Regions from separate parts of the Zea mays genome. Here region 1 is linked to region 2. Evidence: chromatin contacts called from public Hi-C data. All regions are on one chromosome and are shown on one strand. The core of a region is the stretch at or near the end of the contact, and the rest is flanking DNA. Distances in the headings are between cores, read along the strand shown.

What was found. A called contact is a pair of places that touch in the nucleus more often than the background predicts.
Region 1: a Hi-C map of tassel shows a contact between it and region 2, with 3 times the contacts expected there. The contact joins two enhancer-like sites. A contact is called at or near these places in 2 of 25 Hi-C or Micro-C datasets (leaf and tassel).

The regions. Positions count from the first base shown.
Region 1 is chr9:107,746,208-107,749,674 of Zm-B73-REFERENCE-NAM-5.0, forward strand. It overlaps LOC103638812 (a long non-coding RNA gene), which reads right to left. Exons shown (of 2, transcript XR_559042.3): 2 at 1,184-1,613. Among protein-coding and RNA genes, the nearest start is that of LOC103638812, 5.0 kb to the right of the region's middle. Within about 2 kb of position 1,409, at least 11 of the 20 cell types and tissues checked have an H3K27ac peak or open chromatin away from gene starts, as enhancers often do. A contact at or near this core is called in tassel, where this site is marked.
Region 2 is chr9:107,563,835-107,567,210 of Zm-B73-REFERENCE-NAM-5.0, forward strand. It overlaps LOC542673 (barley mlo defense gene homolog 7), which reads left to right. Exons shown (of 14, transcript NM_001112191.1): 11 at 1-113; 12 at 195-262; 13 at 404-464; 14 at 583-964. The coding sequence ends at 852. Among protein-coding and RNA genes, the nearest start is that of LOC109942230, 6.5 kb to the right of the region's middle. Within about 2 kb of position 1,462, at least 19 of the 20 cell types and tissues checked have an H3K27ac peak or open chromatin away from gene starts, as enhancers often do. A contact at or near this core is called in tassel, where this site is marked.

The sequences.
Region 1 (3,467 bases), core at 159-2,658, 180 kb after region 2:
TGCGGGGATAAAACACCATGACGCTTGTGAGCTAGCACCACACATGCAATGAGAGAAATAGCAGGAGTACCTTGGGCACCCACAACCCTAGGGAGAGAAACGACGATGACGACTAGAGCGAGTCTCTAGCATGTTATGCCTTTCATATATGTAGACCTCTTCTAATGGGCTTTTACGCTAAATGACTATTACCATTCTCATAGGTCATGATTGCCTTTTATACATATATTCAACACATAATCCCCAACAAGGTTCTACTTGAACTTGATTATTCCTCCATGTATTAACTTTGTATAGAATAAACAAAGTCTTTCTTTGTAGGATCTGGCCACCACCCATACTTTGATATTGGGTCTATAGATCGAGCCTTCCTCGTAGGATCAATAGATTGGTCGTGAAGTTCTACTAGTAGTTTTGCTATAGCTTTCTCAACTAAGGAAGAATGACCTAGAGCAGTTGAGGCTACATAGGAATTACCAGTTGTGGCAACAAAGTTCTCTAGGATTAGAAATTATCATTTCCACCCTTGCATGCTATTATTCTATATCCACTTCTACACATGAAGAGGTATTCAGTTATACACATGAATAACATGCAAGAGAGCATAGCAGCAACAACAAGAAAAAAGGGGTACATGTGTACATAGGAGTAGCAAGCCAACAACAAGCACCAAGGGGCAGAGGGTAGAACAATAGCATCACGCAAACATAAAGACAACAACTAAGAAACATCAATAAGATAAGAGCATACAACATGTAGTAGATCTAGGCTTCCGGCAACATCAAGCATGACAATCAAAGGCAAAGAAAGAAGATCGAGGACTGTGAAGGTAAGAAGTAGTGAAGTACACTCACCGATGGAGGATGAGCTCAAAACTAGAGAGGCAATGAGGGAGCATAAGGCTTGGTGTAATGGTGTGCTTGTGCCTCTCCCTTGATCCTATTTTGTGTGTTGTGTATAACCCTATTAGACTGAGAAGCCAGAAACCCAGCCCAATTTTTCTCTCCTAAGCCCACTTGAGAATCCTAGAGTGGTCGCTCCACCACCTAATCAAACGATTAATCTCATTTACTCGATGACCAATCAAATAAATGACCAGGTTTTTGGTCGAGGTGGTAGGGTCAGTAGTCTTGGATGGGTAGGAGAACCGATTAGCTCGAGTAATCATGACTAATCTGATGACTTATAAACAGTGAGCATGACTAGTAAAGATAAGTAAAAAAAGCTAGGTCTTTAGTTTTACACAACACAAGGACTAAAAGGTTCTAGAGAAACTTGGCTCATTGTCTCGACAATGAGAAATCACAAGAAATTGTGAAAAGAGTCGGAGGTAACTTGCCCTGTGGAGTAGAGATGAACCAGCAATAGCAGCAGCTCGACCTTGTAGTAACACACAACAATATACCTTGCACCATAGGAGTGTTCACGGAAGCACTTCACAGAAGATCCCTGTTGTGGCCACGTTGCACGGTCCAGTAGCATTGTCTAAGAATATAAAGTCAACCAGCTTTTGGGATTTGAAGACAAAGCTTAAGCAACCCAAGATCTGGTTTCTCTCAACATAAACATATTCCTCCACGAGTAAGTTTCTCCTGAACTTGTCTGCCTATTTTCTGGAAAACAAAGACAATGGTTAGTTTAAGACTTGAATATTCCCAAGTGGCCATACATTGTTTAAAATCATCACACAAGACGTAAAATATTATATATTCCTTAAAACAAAGTTTTCGTACAAAACTGACATCTAGATTCCTTTCTCGAAATTTTTTTCTTTAAAAGGCGTGATTACTAGCTAGTGGGTCCAACGGCCAGCCGTACGTGGGACATGACAGGAACTAGCAGGAACGAGTGATTCCAGCATTCAGATTTGTCCTCTGCCTGAAAACAAGTATTAACAATTGTTCTTTGATTCTTTAAAAAAGAAGCGGTCGTTTCTACTTATTTATGCAAAAAAAAAGAATTCTCCTCTTCAGGACTACTCTTTAGGGCTCGTCCAGGAACCCATTTTTCCAAGGTGTTTATATTTTCTCAAAAAAATTAGTTCATTTTTTCTTAGAAAAATAGAAATCCCTTAAAAAATCGAGTTCCTAAACTAGCCTTTAGGAGGAGAAAATGTTACGAGTAGCTTGCCTAAGAGATAACTACTCTATCCGGTTCAATAAAGCTTACAATTTAAGTTTTTTTAGGAGTCAAAATTTTAAGTTTAATCACTACATAATAACAGTTGAAGGACAGGGCTCATATGGTGGCGAGAAGCCTTTACACTACACTACCTATGTTTAATTAAGTCTCTCTGCGTAGAGATTAAGCTCGTCTCAATTATTCCTTTCTTAGATCTCACTGTGGGAGCTGTTAGCACACCGAACGTTTCACTTTGTACTAATATTTATACTATACATGTCTGATATTAAATAAGTATATTAGATCAATATAGAATATTTTCTTATAGTAAGCTTATTTAGAGACAAATATTAAAAGTATCTTATATAAACTTCACCAGTCAAATTTACGAAAAAATAATTTGTGTAAATATACTTTTTGGACGAAGCGAGTAGATGAATGTAACATGGAGTCATTGGACAGATATGTTATGATACAGTGCCACAAAGGGATTTCATAGAAACGTCAAAAGTTGACAAAAAAAATGAATGTAATGTAGGGAGGGATTATTTCATACATCCAAAGCCAAAGCCAAAGCCAAAGATATATACGTAGGAGGCTATTGCACTATAAGTTTGGTTTAGCACCAATGAGAAATATATAATTAGAACAAAATTTAATCTTGGTCCCCCCTATAAATACTCAACCCAATGCTACAAATCTAGATAGAGGGCATCCATCATTTAGAAAGCAGCACACGCAGAAATAAAAATATGAATGAAATGGAACGGAGCAAGTCAAATCAGTCCCCAATCTATAGATTTATCCTAGCTATAGATAACATATATATTCACAGCATCATAAAAAAAATAATACAGAACAGGCATGCTCCAAAAGGGCAGCTAACAGAAGCATCATGAAGCTTAAAAGGCATGTCCATCCACAGGCAAAGTGCAGGCCGCGCATACACTGAACTTCCAGATCAGGCTTTAATGCTTCGCTTGATCTTTCCCTACAACTAGTCACGTAATCTATTGAATTTTGATGTGATAAGAACGGAACTAAAGTCAAAAAGACCAATGCGATCAACCAAGCCATCAGTTTTTAATTGACAACTTACCAAGATTCCTTTATCCCAGGCCACTTTTATCGATTAGTTAATCTTTTCGATGCTAATCGTAGAGGCAACTATCATTCCTACACTTCAAATCTTCTTTGGCCTTTCTTGATGCTCTAGCTGTGAGAATATATTTGTGTAAAAAGTGCTTTGGACTTTTAATGGCTGTTACTTGAATGGAACAAGGCAGGGTCCAACAAAGGATGATCATGCTCAAGATGCTCTGGATCAAACTGATGGTGACATTAAG
Region 2 (3,376 bases), core at 212-2,711:
TAAAGCCATGCAAGGACCATTTCTGGTTTCACAAGCCTGAGCTAGTCCTTCATTTGATCCATTTCATCCTGTTCCAGAATTCGTTCGAGATTAGTTTTTTCTTCTGGATTCTGGTATTTTTTGCACTACGTCCTCTACTTCTCAATTAATTTTCCATGAATCACACCTTGGAGCTAACAATAATCACTTAATAGGTATCAGAAGGTTTCGGTTCGTGTATGATGGAACGGAAGCCTTATGTCATTTCCAGACTTGTTATCGGGTCAGCGAAAGTTTGAATTGCCTGAAAAATCTAGAACGTTCTCCTTGTCAGTACGAGGATGATTAGCGCACAAAATAGATCAATAGCAAAGAATCAGGTCCTTGCATCAGTCATGACAGTAAATTGTGTTGTGTTTTTCAGGGTGATCATCGAAGTCATCTGCAGCTATATCACGCTGCCACTATACGCCATCGTGACCCATGTAAGCTCCAAGGATACACACTATCTATCTATTGGAAAGAATCTCGTTATTTTCGTTAATGTTCATCATATAAAGCTGGAGTATTTTGAGCATCGGGTCGCTATTTGTGATGATCCAGATGACCGGACAGATCAAGCTGCATGGTTTTGGCTCCCGCGTGCACGAGAGTGTCCATGGCTGGATCGGCTTGAGGAAGAAACCCTTCTCGTTCTGGAAGATTCCCGGCGGTGACCCTAACGCTGATTCCGGCAGGGAGGCCGACGTAACCCGCAGGGTGGCCAAGGAGCGGTCGGGGAGCTCGCGCAGCATGCCGATGGCGCCGGCTGACGAGATCGTCACCGTCGACGACGTCGCGGTGGCTGCAGCTGCCGTTGGCCAAGGACCATAAAATTCCTAGCTAGCAAACACCAGCAGGGAAGGCAGGCAGGCTGCCGAGGTACCGTGCGCAGCGGGTTGATGGGTCGGACGCTGCGGAAAATTCCTCGTGTCGGGAGCAGGCTGGGCGGCCGCGCCCGCGCCCGCGCGCTGTAGCTCTGATCGCGTGTTGTAACGTCAACGTCATCTCGTGTAACGGTACGGGCAGGACGGGACGCGTCGTCCCCATGCCTGCTCCCGTGCTAGGGCCGGCCGCCAGGCGTTGTGGCATGTCACGTGCGACGTTGCAGCGCGACGCTACAACGTTGTATGTGGGCTGTGGCACAGCCAGCCGGCGCGTCATTGGCCCTGGCCCAGCATGGCCTGCTGCTGCTGCCTTGTGCCGGCCGTACCTTGCTGTAAAGGAAAGCTGGGCGTACATAACCCATTATCCATGGCTCACTGCGATCTATTGCAATGTAGCAGGCAGGTGAGCGTTCTCAAGAGTGTGATGGAAGGAAAAGGACGCGTTCGATCCATTCATCTGACTATGCGTGTCTGTGCTCGCTGCCAGTATATGTACTGGTAGTACGAAGCATGGAGGTAGCTAGAACCGGCGAAGGCCAGGGAGGCGTCTAGCTTTCGATGCCTGCGCCTGCGCGCGCTCGTCTGCCATTACGTACGTGCGTGTCCGTTGACAGACGCATACGGGTGTGTGCGCGTGCGCGCACGCCAATAATTGCAGAAGCGACGACTGCGGTGCCTGGCAGGCGTACGTAGGGCAGGGAACTGGGGAAAGAGAGGCGCGCAGCATCACGTCGATTCTAGTGCTAGGAGTATCTGAAAATGCTATTTTCATCGGGGATTAGATCATTATCCATCCATGCACGCACCGTCCGCTCCGTAAGGCTATCTCTAGGCTCTAGCGACCTTTCTATTTCACTCTTTATTTTAAATTCCATCGTAAAAACAACACGGTATACAATGTAAAACTGTGTTTTGTACGTCTATATATACACGTTCCATTAGAGACCGACTTATAGATATATGAATCATGCATCAATCGATCGGGGTGGAATAGGCGGTCAGGTAGGCAGACGACATGTTAGATATCATTGTTAAATATATGACTAAGAGTTAATCATCGTCCATATTTAATAAACCTTTAGAGTAAAAATCTATTAGTATATATATATATATATATATATATATATATATATATATATATATATATATATATATATATATATATATATATATATATATATATATATATATATATATATATATATATATATATATATATAGTTTATATATTAATAGCTCTGGGCTTCCAATAACTAGAGGAAGCCCAGGTCGGACGGTGCAATCCGGTCGAGCCGAACCACATCCGTACGTCTATAAAACAGGACCCGGAGTGCTAGGGTTCAGTTTTTACGCTCCACCCCGATTCATTAGCGACGCCGCGTGCGACGACGGCAGTTGCCCCAGAGCGTGCGCGGAGGTGGACCCCCAGCCGGTGGCCGCAACTCCATGGCCTCGACGCGCGGTGGCGGAGGTTTCTCGATCCGGAGTAGTGGCGGCGGTTCCCAGGTCGGTGGCGGCGGCTCCCCGATCCAGAGGGCAAGCGACAGCGGGGCCCTTGTGCGGGCAAGCGGCTGCGTCCCCGAGATCCTGAGGAGGCAGCACTTCCAAGGCCGACGAGCAAGCGACGCCCGTCGACGTGCGAGTAGCGACGGCGACGCATGAGACGCGATGTTCGAGCAAGCGGCGTCACGAAAGGCCTGAGATGCGCGCAGCGATGATCGCGCGTGACATCCTCCGATCCGGCGCAGTTTCTTTTTTCGATTATTGTGTTTTATGCCTACCACATGTATTATTTACGCAAAAAACTGTACGATTTTATGCTTAAACACGGAGTTCGTATATCAGTTTACTGCATGCACATTGGAAAGACAATTCCTTGATTTATGTTGTTCGTAATTTACGCACATGCAATGAAACTCCTACGATTTTTGCCATAATTTTTGGATCTGTATAAAAATAGAAACCACATGTATGTGGCTGCCATGTTTTCGGATCTGTCATAAAAATAGGATAGTAATAACAACCTACTAGAGCTATCAACCTCTCAAATTGACTCGGTATTTACGCTTATAATTGAGGGATTTTATGCTCAAAACTTAAGGTTTTTACGCTCCACCCGAAGATGCGTCCACCAGTGAACAACATGCCAGATTTTTTACGCAGTGTAACGAATTGCATAAATACCTACACCGTGTAGTATCATTTGTATCACTATATATCATAAACTAGTTCTAATGCGTTTAGCTGCATGGCTGTTGGAGGGATCCTATATTTACGAAGAAAATAAAACATTAAATGCGATTTTTTGTTTCTAATTCATTTCCTTTCATTGCATATTCTTTCCATCATAAATTCGTGTGCATGCAGTTGGTAACAGATTTTTATGCAGTATACCGAATTGCATAATTATCTACACAGTGTGACATATTTAGTATCAGTATATATCATAAAATGGTCATTACGAGTCTAGC